Regions from separate parts of the Gossypium hirsutum genome. Here all the other regions are linked to region 2. Evidence: chromatin contacts called from public Hi-C data. All regions are on one chromosome and are shown on one strand. The core of a region is the stretch at or near the end of the contact, and the rest is flanking DNA. Distances in the headings are between cores, read along the strand shown.

What was found. Hi-C and Micro-C count contacts between places; a contact is called where the count stands out from the background.
Region 1: a contact with region 2 is called in a Hi-C map of leaf, with 2.6 times the contacts expected there. The contact joins the promoter of LOC107889244 here to the promoter of LOC107889289 in region 2. A contact is called at or near these places in 9 of 34 Hi-C or Micro-C datasets (callus, hypocotyl, leaf and 1 more).
Region 3: a contact with region 2 is called in a Hi-C map of leaf, with 2.6 times the contacts expected there. The contact joins the enhancer-like site here to the promoter of LOC107889289 in region 2. A contact is called at or near these places in 2 of 34 Hi-C or Micro-C datasets (leaf and seedling).

Annotation. Positions count from the first base shown.
Region 1 is chrA11:108,030,919-108,033,618 of Gossypium_hirsutum_v2.1, forward strand. LOC107889244 (tRNA N(3)-methylcytidine methyltransferase METTL6) reads left to right here and starts at 1,439. Exons shown (of 8, transcript XM_016813607.2): 1 at 1,439-1,770; 2 at 1,919-2,028; 3 at 2,544-2,700. The coding sequence starts at 1,564.
Region 2 is chrA11:107,778,017-107,780,716 of Gossypium_hirsutum_v2.1, forward strand. LOC107889289 (putative GPI-anchor transamidase) reads left to right here and starts at 1,451. Exons shown (of 12, transcript XM_041081669.1): 1 at 1,451-1,787; 2 at 2,602-2,643. The coding sequence starts at 1,636. LOC107889307 (myosin-11) reads left to right here. Exons shown (of 40, transcript XM_041081670.1): 39 at 1-20; 40 at 184-1,113. The coding sequence ends at 307.
Region 3 is chrA11:107,639,350-107,642,049 of Gossypium_hirsutum_v2.1, forward strand. No RefSeq gene overlaps it. Among protein-coding and RNA genes, the nearest start is that of LOC107889325, 15 kb to the left of the region's middle. Within about 2 kb of position 1,437, at least 1 of the 9 cell types and tissues checked has an H3K27ac peak or open chromatin away from gene starts, as enhancers often do. A contact at or near this core is called in leaf, where this site is marked.

The DNA of each region.
Region 1 (2,700 bases), core at 189-2,688, 250 kb after region 2:
AAATGCATAAAAAATCCGGTAAGAATACAAATATCATTTCTCCAAGGACTGTACCTAAAAGTAAACCTGTTGAAAGTGGGAAATGTGTGGTTTATTAGTTAATTATTTACTTTACTCTTAAATCTGTGCGGGTTTAGGTTGTTTGATTCAATCGATTATTGTTAGAAGGTAGATTAATTTATTTTATCATATATATTCATAAAAAAGAAATAAATGTTTTAACAATGCAATGTTAAAATTTTTGGTTGGGTTGATGTCACGATTCAACTTAACATCAATAAAAATAAAAAGTTATTCCTTTTACAAAGTAAATTATATTACCATGAGAATATTGTCTTTTTATAAATCAACAAAAATTCACAATGTTAATATTTAACACTAAGTTTTAAATATTAAACTTTATCCTTTCAATCAAAGCTTTATTTAGCTTGTATATGAATTGTTAATAAATATATTTATTAAATAATTCTTTTCCCATATTATGCATGTGTATAATTTGGAGATATCAAATTCGAGCCCCAACATGTGTAATATAATGTGAATTGGAACCTAAAATTCTTAAGTTTAAAGTTGATAATATGTAGGATTATTGGTTTATAATCTATAGAAAGAAATTTTAAGGGGTTCAAGTTGACTGGTAGCGAACAGTTCATTTGAGATCATCAACTCAACATGTTTTTCTTTTCTGTTTTGTTGACAAACATAAATTGAACATGATGGTTCATATGAAATCCGAGTTTAGTTAAGGTAAACTACAAAAATAGTTATTTTTGTTTGTCTCAAGTAACATTTTAGTTATTATGTTTGAAATGTTACGTTTTAGTCACTTATGTTATTATTTTGTTACGAAGTGATTAATCTTCCGTTAAGTTCTGTTATCTCCGTAACGATAATCCTACGTGGCAGTCCAACTAGATTTTATAGTAAATGAAAGTTGGCAATATTGTAAAGTTGTTTTTAATACTCGATTTTATAACAAGCAAACACCTGGAACAAGAAAATCCAAATTTTGCCCTCAACATTTGCACATTTTTGCATGTAAGTCCTTATACAATTTACATTTGTAACCCAGAGGACTTATGAGTATAGTTGTTAATGCATACTTTACATGGCTAAATTGTCTGTTAATAGTAAATCAAATGCATAATTTAGTTGGATGATGTATGTATTAACAGATGAACTTAAAATCTAGTTAGACTGTCACGTAGGATTACTGTTAGGGAGATAACGGAATTTAACGGAAGAGTGATCACTTCTTAACAAAATAATAACATAAGTGACTAAAACGTAACATTTCAAACATAAGTGACTAAAATATAACCTGAGGCAAATAAAAGTGACTATTTTTACAATTTACCCGTTTAGTTAATGTTCTATTTTTTACTTGTAACCTAAAGAAAGATAATTGAATTGCAGAGGGCCCAAGTTGGGCTGGTGGCGAACATTTAATTTGAGACCATCATCAACCCACCATGTTTTTTTCTTAATAAACATATACCCAACATGTTGGTGGTTTGAGAACTCAAAACTTTGATCCGACTAGACATTTTCGAAGACAAATAAATGAGTGCATCGGCGGCTGAAGCTTCAGAGTACCATTCCAAAGACTTCAACTGGGACACACTTCGACTAGAAATAGAAAACGACCCTTCTCTTAACTACCATCTTCTCCCTTTTGTATCCCCACAACCAGAACAACAACTTACAAAAGATCCCATAAAAGCATGGAAAAGTTTCCACATTCAACATTCTTCTGGCAAATTCTTCAAGGTTTGTCTATAACCCTCCACCCCCCTCCCCCCAAAAAAAAAAGAAAAAAGAAAAAAAATCCAATCTTTCCTTCATTCTTTTTCTGGGTATTCTGTTGCCTTTTAGTTCTTTGTTGTGTAAGCTTAAATGGGTACTATGTTTGATACAGGAGAGGAGGTACTTGTTAAAAGAATTTCCAGAGCTGGTTTCTTGTGGAGATGGTTGTAAGGTTTTGGAGGTTGGGTGTGGAAATGGCAGTACTGCCCTTCCTATATTGCGGTAACCCCTAAATTATCTTCGTTTTTAATTTTTTTTGGTTGTTATAATTTAAATAAAATTTGATAGTTGTACTATATTCTTAACTGTCTAGTGCAGTGAAAAATGATGTTTCGTTGTGTTGATGATATGAGAAAAGCGTTGGTTTTCTTTAGTTATTATATTAAAGAAAGATTAATGGTTTTCGAATATTGTTGAAAGTATGGATTTAACAACGGACTAATATTGTCTACTTTTAACTTGTTTCGTCTTAGGTAGCTGCTAATCTTAATTAATCACTTTGGTTTTGTTCTACCATCCAGTTAGAAGTGAACTATATTCTGCAAAAGTTTATATCATTATTCAGGATAAGAGCCTGAGAGAACTTTAGATGATACTTATGAAAGTTGAGATTGTTTTCTTTGAGCTTTTGTTGTGAAGATTAATATTGAAGTATTGAGAAATTGTAGATGGACAGTAATATCAAATAATGTTGAATTTTCGTTTCTTGTACTTATACCTTCAATACATTTATCCAGTGGCAACGAGAAAATTATTCTATATGCATGCGATTGTAGCAATGAGACCCTACAGAGAGCTAAAGAGTTCGTAGCTGCTAGTAATGTAGCATCAGTTGAGAATCGTTTCAGGCCATTCTATTGTGATTTTGCAACAACGGGATTTCCAAAGTGGTTA
Region 2 (2,700 bases), core at 201-2,700:
CTGCTGGATGATGATTCAAGGTTAGCATTTACATTCCACTATGTGATGATGATCTATTTGGCCCTCAACCTTTGTTTTTCACCATCTAGGATGCATTGCTCTTAAAGCTAATTGAAAACATTACCTGGAAACCAGCTGAGCTCGTTTTTTAACTGACTTCCCACAACTTTTATCGTTTTGCAGCATTCCATTTTCAGTTGACGACCTATCAAAGTCGATGGAACAAATAGACATTGCGGACATTGAACCACCGCCACTTATTCGCGAGAACATAGGCTTTAGTTTCTTGTTGCCACGTTCAGATTAATCAAATCTGATTCCAGCAATGGATTGCTTCTTCCAAGGTGTAGATTCACCTTCCAACCTCATTAACGGTGAATGTCCTTAAGGTGTTCATTCATCTTGCTTTAAGACTAGAAATATTTGTCCAAAATTTTGTTTTCACATTATAGGTCATTGATTCAAAGAGGAATATGTCTTTCTTCCCTACTTAGCACAGTTGTCTAAATTTTCACTTATGTTGTACAATTAGTTCATCCTTTTTATCTATGGGAAAAATAATTAAAGCAGAGAACTATTTTCACATTTTGCAGTATTTCTAGTCCAATCTTCTAGGCCAATTATTTCACTATGTAACATTTCCTCAGTTTACTCTTTTCCATGAACACACTATTACTACCAATAAATGCAGGACTTTGAATAATTAGTACCATATACTATGACAGTCCAAGAACTCATGACATGAGGTGTAGTCATCAAATGAAAGGAAAAAGGCACCAATCTAATAACTAATCACCAAGAAATAATAATTTTTTTTGACATATCAAGAAAATTGAAGTTTTCCTCCCATACTTGTACACTTGGAAAGATACTTAAAAAGAACAATTCCCTCAAAACTTGCTTTTTCCTTCATTGTTCACCAAGAAAACAATAATTTTGGCCATCCATGACCCAACTACTAACATTCAATCACATATTCATGATGTACATATATATATATCAATGCCACTAAAACAACAAAATGAAGATAGTTTCCTGAGTCGCAAGTAGAATATGAATGGGGTTGTCTTAAAAACACTAGACAGAACATCCAATGCTTAAACTGACACAAACCCAGAAGTCAAAATGAGATGATCGACCCAAAAAATGCAAGTTTAACAAGACGAAATGCCCTTCAAAGAAAAAATGAAAATCTTGTGTTGCTTATCTTGTTTGGCCATAGAGAAAGAGAGTATCCTTAAAAGGCTTGATAAAAGGAGGAACCAACTGGGAGAGCTTCCTCAAAATACTCGGAAAAGTAAATGAGGAAGAATTTTTTAAGTCAAAAGTCAAAACTATACTAGTAAAACTGTTAATGTGAAGTCGGATTCGGGTTGGACCCGGAAATAAGATAAACGGGTTCTGAGTTAACCAAAAAAAGGTTCATGGGAATGGGATATTGGGCTGTCTAAATTTCAAAAAAGAAATTAATAATAATAATAATTAAAATTTAACTCAACCTGGTAACGGCGTCGTTCGGCTTTTCTTCTCTAGTGCCGCTAGTTCAAGCTTTGCTGCAGATTTCTAAAATTAGATTTATCATTCGTTTTCTTTGATCTGTTATTGCATTGGAAACGATATCGGCTGGAATTCAAGATGGAAACTTTCATAAATCCCAAATCACTTTTTCATTTACTTTTATTACCATGTTTGCTTCTCTACAGTTCGATTGCATACAATTCTTCTCCTGTCGAAGCCGCCATGCATACTAACAATTGGGCTGTCTTAGTTTGCACCTCTCGTTTCTGGTAATAAAAACAACCTCAATTTGTGCACTTTTTCTATATTTCCCCTTTTTTTTTCTTTTCATTGAGTTTTAGGATCAAATGAATCATACTCGTGTAATATTGGGGATAATTAAGATAACCCATCTTTTTCTCCCTTAATTTTTTGTTTGATTTGATTTCTAGCTACATTTGTTTGGCACCAATCTGAAGTTGAGAGGATATAGGAGAGACTTTTAGATGCTATTTTGATGTGTAATTCATTTGATTGTTTGAACTCTGTGGCTTTGTTTGATTATGTCATTGTAAGTTTGATATAATGAAACTCTGCCTCTTTGTACTCTGAGAAACTTTTTTGTGTTTTGATATTTGCTTATTTTCTTTGTGCAAGTCCTTTTGACCCCTCAAACTAGTGGTAATTACTAATGATGAATAAACTATCAGCTTTCCGTTTTTCTTTATTAGAAGCTATTCTTTTTGTTAGTGCTGGTGAGGTGTTCCTCAGTCGATGATTTCAAAGCAAATGCTTTTTTTTACTTCTGGTTTATCAATGCAAAAGCAAATTCAAATGTGGTAATGGCTGTGGTCAAGGTTCTGCTCCTCAACAAAATTCTCTTTTCTCACCTTTCTATCTTCTGGAGCAATGAAATATTTAGATGTTTGTATGGGACAGCTATCTCGTTAGTTTCTGTCACTTAACAAGGAAGACAAATTCGAACAAGGTTGCACTACACTATTTTTAACTTCCTTCCTCTTACTGTATTTGATCAGCTAAAACAGAGCACAATGTAGAGTCCTGAAATTGTTAATTGAAATAATTGTGAATTTTCCCTTTCAGGTTTAACTATCGTCATATGGCGAACACTTTATCCTTGTATAGGTAACCAGGCACCAACCTAGTCTTTTCTTTTCTTTTCTTTTTTTCTGTTATAATTTG
Region 3 (2,700 bases), core at 187-2,686, 140 kb before region 2:
TCAGCAATTTGTTAGTGGATTAATGAAATTTTTAACGACAATGACTTATTTGAGCAGTTATCTTAATTAGAGTGACTAAATTGATAAAAGAAATTAGAGTGACAAAAATATGAACGACTCTACAGTGACATGTGGTGGAGTTTACCCTAAATTATCTTTGAAAAAGATTAAAATTCTCTTTATAAATAAGTAATGGTTTTAAAATATTATTTTTTACTTTGAAAATGAACAAATATCCAGCTAAGAATTGATAAATCTCAAAATTATATGTGAACTTTGGCTAAATGTGTAATTTTATACATGAAATTTTAATTTGATTCAGTTCTCTTAAATTATTAACATAAGTATTGATATAACATCATTTTATACTTATATATTGCCTGAGCAAATAATTATATGTATCTAATATAAAAATAAATTGATATATTTATTTCTTTAAATATGTATGATAGAATTAAAATTAAAGATTTATGTATATATTTGAACCACAATCAAAATTTCATGTGTATAATTGTACTAAATTGAAGCTCAAATTTCAAATTGCATATTGAAAAAAAGTTTATGTATATTTTGATATTTATCCCCAACTAAAAATTGCCACTCTTTCTGAAAAATTTCCGTTTTAATTATTTTATTTTATTTTACATAATCCTTTTCACCTACATAATTTTTTTTAAAAAAAAAATAATTACCTCATCAAACTTATTACTCTTTCAGAAGCTATCGTTTTATTTTAAATTATATTATTTTAAATTATGTTTGATAAATTAAAAAATTAAGTGCTAAAAAAAATAAGAATTAAACAATTAAGTGTTGAATTTAAATAATAAAATATGTTTTGATATTTTATTGAAAATTAAATATTGAATATAATTAGATTATTTGCTAAAAGGATAATATAATCTTAAAGGCAATCAAACAAAATAAAAAACATCAAGTGATAGGTCGTTATCCACTGGTCATTTTCTACATATTTTTGTAGAAAAAAAAATCTATCTAATAATTTTCATTTTGAGTTATCAAAGGTGTGTATTAAAATTAAGTTGTTAAAAATATTGATTGAATTTTTTTAACACTTTATTAAATAAAGTCTTATATTTTTTTTTCTTTTTATCTATTTAGTGAGTGTAATATAATCTAATGGGCGTGATTTAGGATTTCAAATTTATGAAATTTTTTTTTGTAAGTTAGTATTTAAAATTTTAAAATTATATTATTCATTTTGGTATGAAGGGTTCTGCAATTTAATTATATGAAATCTTGAATTAAAAAAATTAAGCAAATGTGTGAAATAAAATATCAAACTAATATTGATTTTATATAGTTATTCTTAAAAAATAGGGGAAAAAAGGGGAAGAAAAGAAAAGATAGGATTGAAACTTGGAGTAGAGAAATGAACGAGACAACCCTAGCCGTACATGATGTTAGGGGAGCTGAACCTCACACCATCCATTACCTTTCATTATTTCTTTCATTGTTTTCCACTATGCGGCTATGCCCCCACTCCCCCTCTTTCATTTATGTTTACTTCTAGTTAAAAAACCTCTTATGGAATATTTTGTATTTAATTTCACTTTTTTATTAATTGAATTAATCTTTTCAAATTAATATTCGAGTAATTTTTTTGATACAATAAAGTTTTTTTAGATGCCATAAGTCCATAAAAATGTGATAAGTGTCACATTTATTTATATATTTAGTTTTTTTACTATACTTTATAATATACGTGCTTGTAAAGTCTAAAAAATTCCACAAAATTGTATAGAAAAAATTTCCATGACTAAAACATATGGTTTTTTAATCAATAAAGGTTGGGAACAAGTAGTAAGACATATTGTATTTTCAGGAAAAGAACTCATATTCAAACATTGGACCCGATATTGTTAGGTACAATCATAAAATCTAAAAAAAAAATTAATCTTCATGAACAATAAAATGATCATGGATGATATTTTGATTATAAAAAAAACATAATTTTTAAACCAAATTAAAAAAAAACCCAAACTCATTAAGAAAAAAACTTAAAATGATATATATATATATTAAATTTAGTTCAAACTCGGTAATACATTGATGCAAAATAAAATTGTTAAATTAAATTTGTGATAAAATAGGTAAAAATATCATAGAGGTCTCTATACTAGAAATAAAATTGTATTTTGTCATTTCCACTCAAAAAATAGATAAATTAATCTTTATACGTTAGGTCAAAGAGCAAACTAATCTTTTTGTTAAAAGTTTCATCCATTTTTATTGTTAAAAACTGATTTGGTTGTCAAAATAATCAAATAGTTACACAATAGTAGTAATGGATGAATTTTTTAATAGAAATACCAATTTACTTTTTGATTTAAAATACAAAAATTAATTTACCCATTTTTAATAGAAAGAACAAAATGCAATTTAATAATTAATGTAAGAATATTTTGTGTAGTTTGTAAGTGAAAGTGAGATGTTTTTTTTTAATCAACATTAATATTGTACAATAACTTACGAAATCCTTGTATTAGTGATATCGATTGAACATGTTTACAAATACCTTTTTTTTTCTTTAACATAAAATTTCATGGCACAAAAATCCATTTCTAAAATAAATAAATAAATAAAATTGTTAGTTATTTGATTAAAGTGATTAAGTTTAAACATTTCTAACATCGTAGTTTTGATTTGGTTTTATAGAAAGATGGAATAAAAAGAACA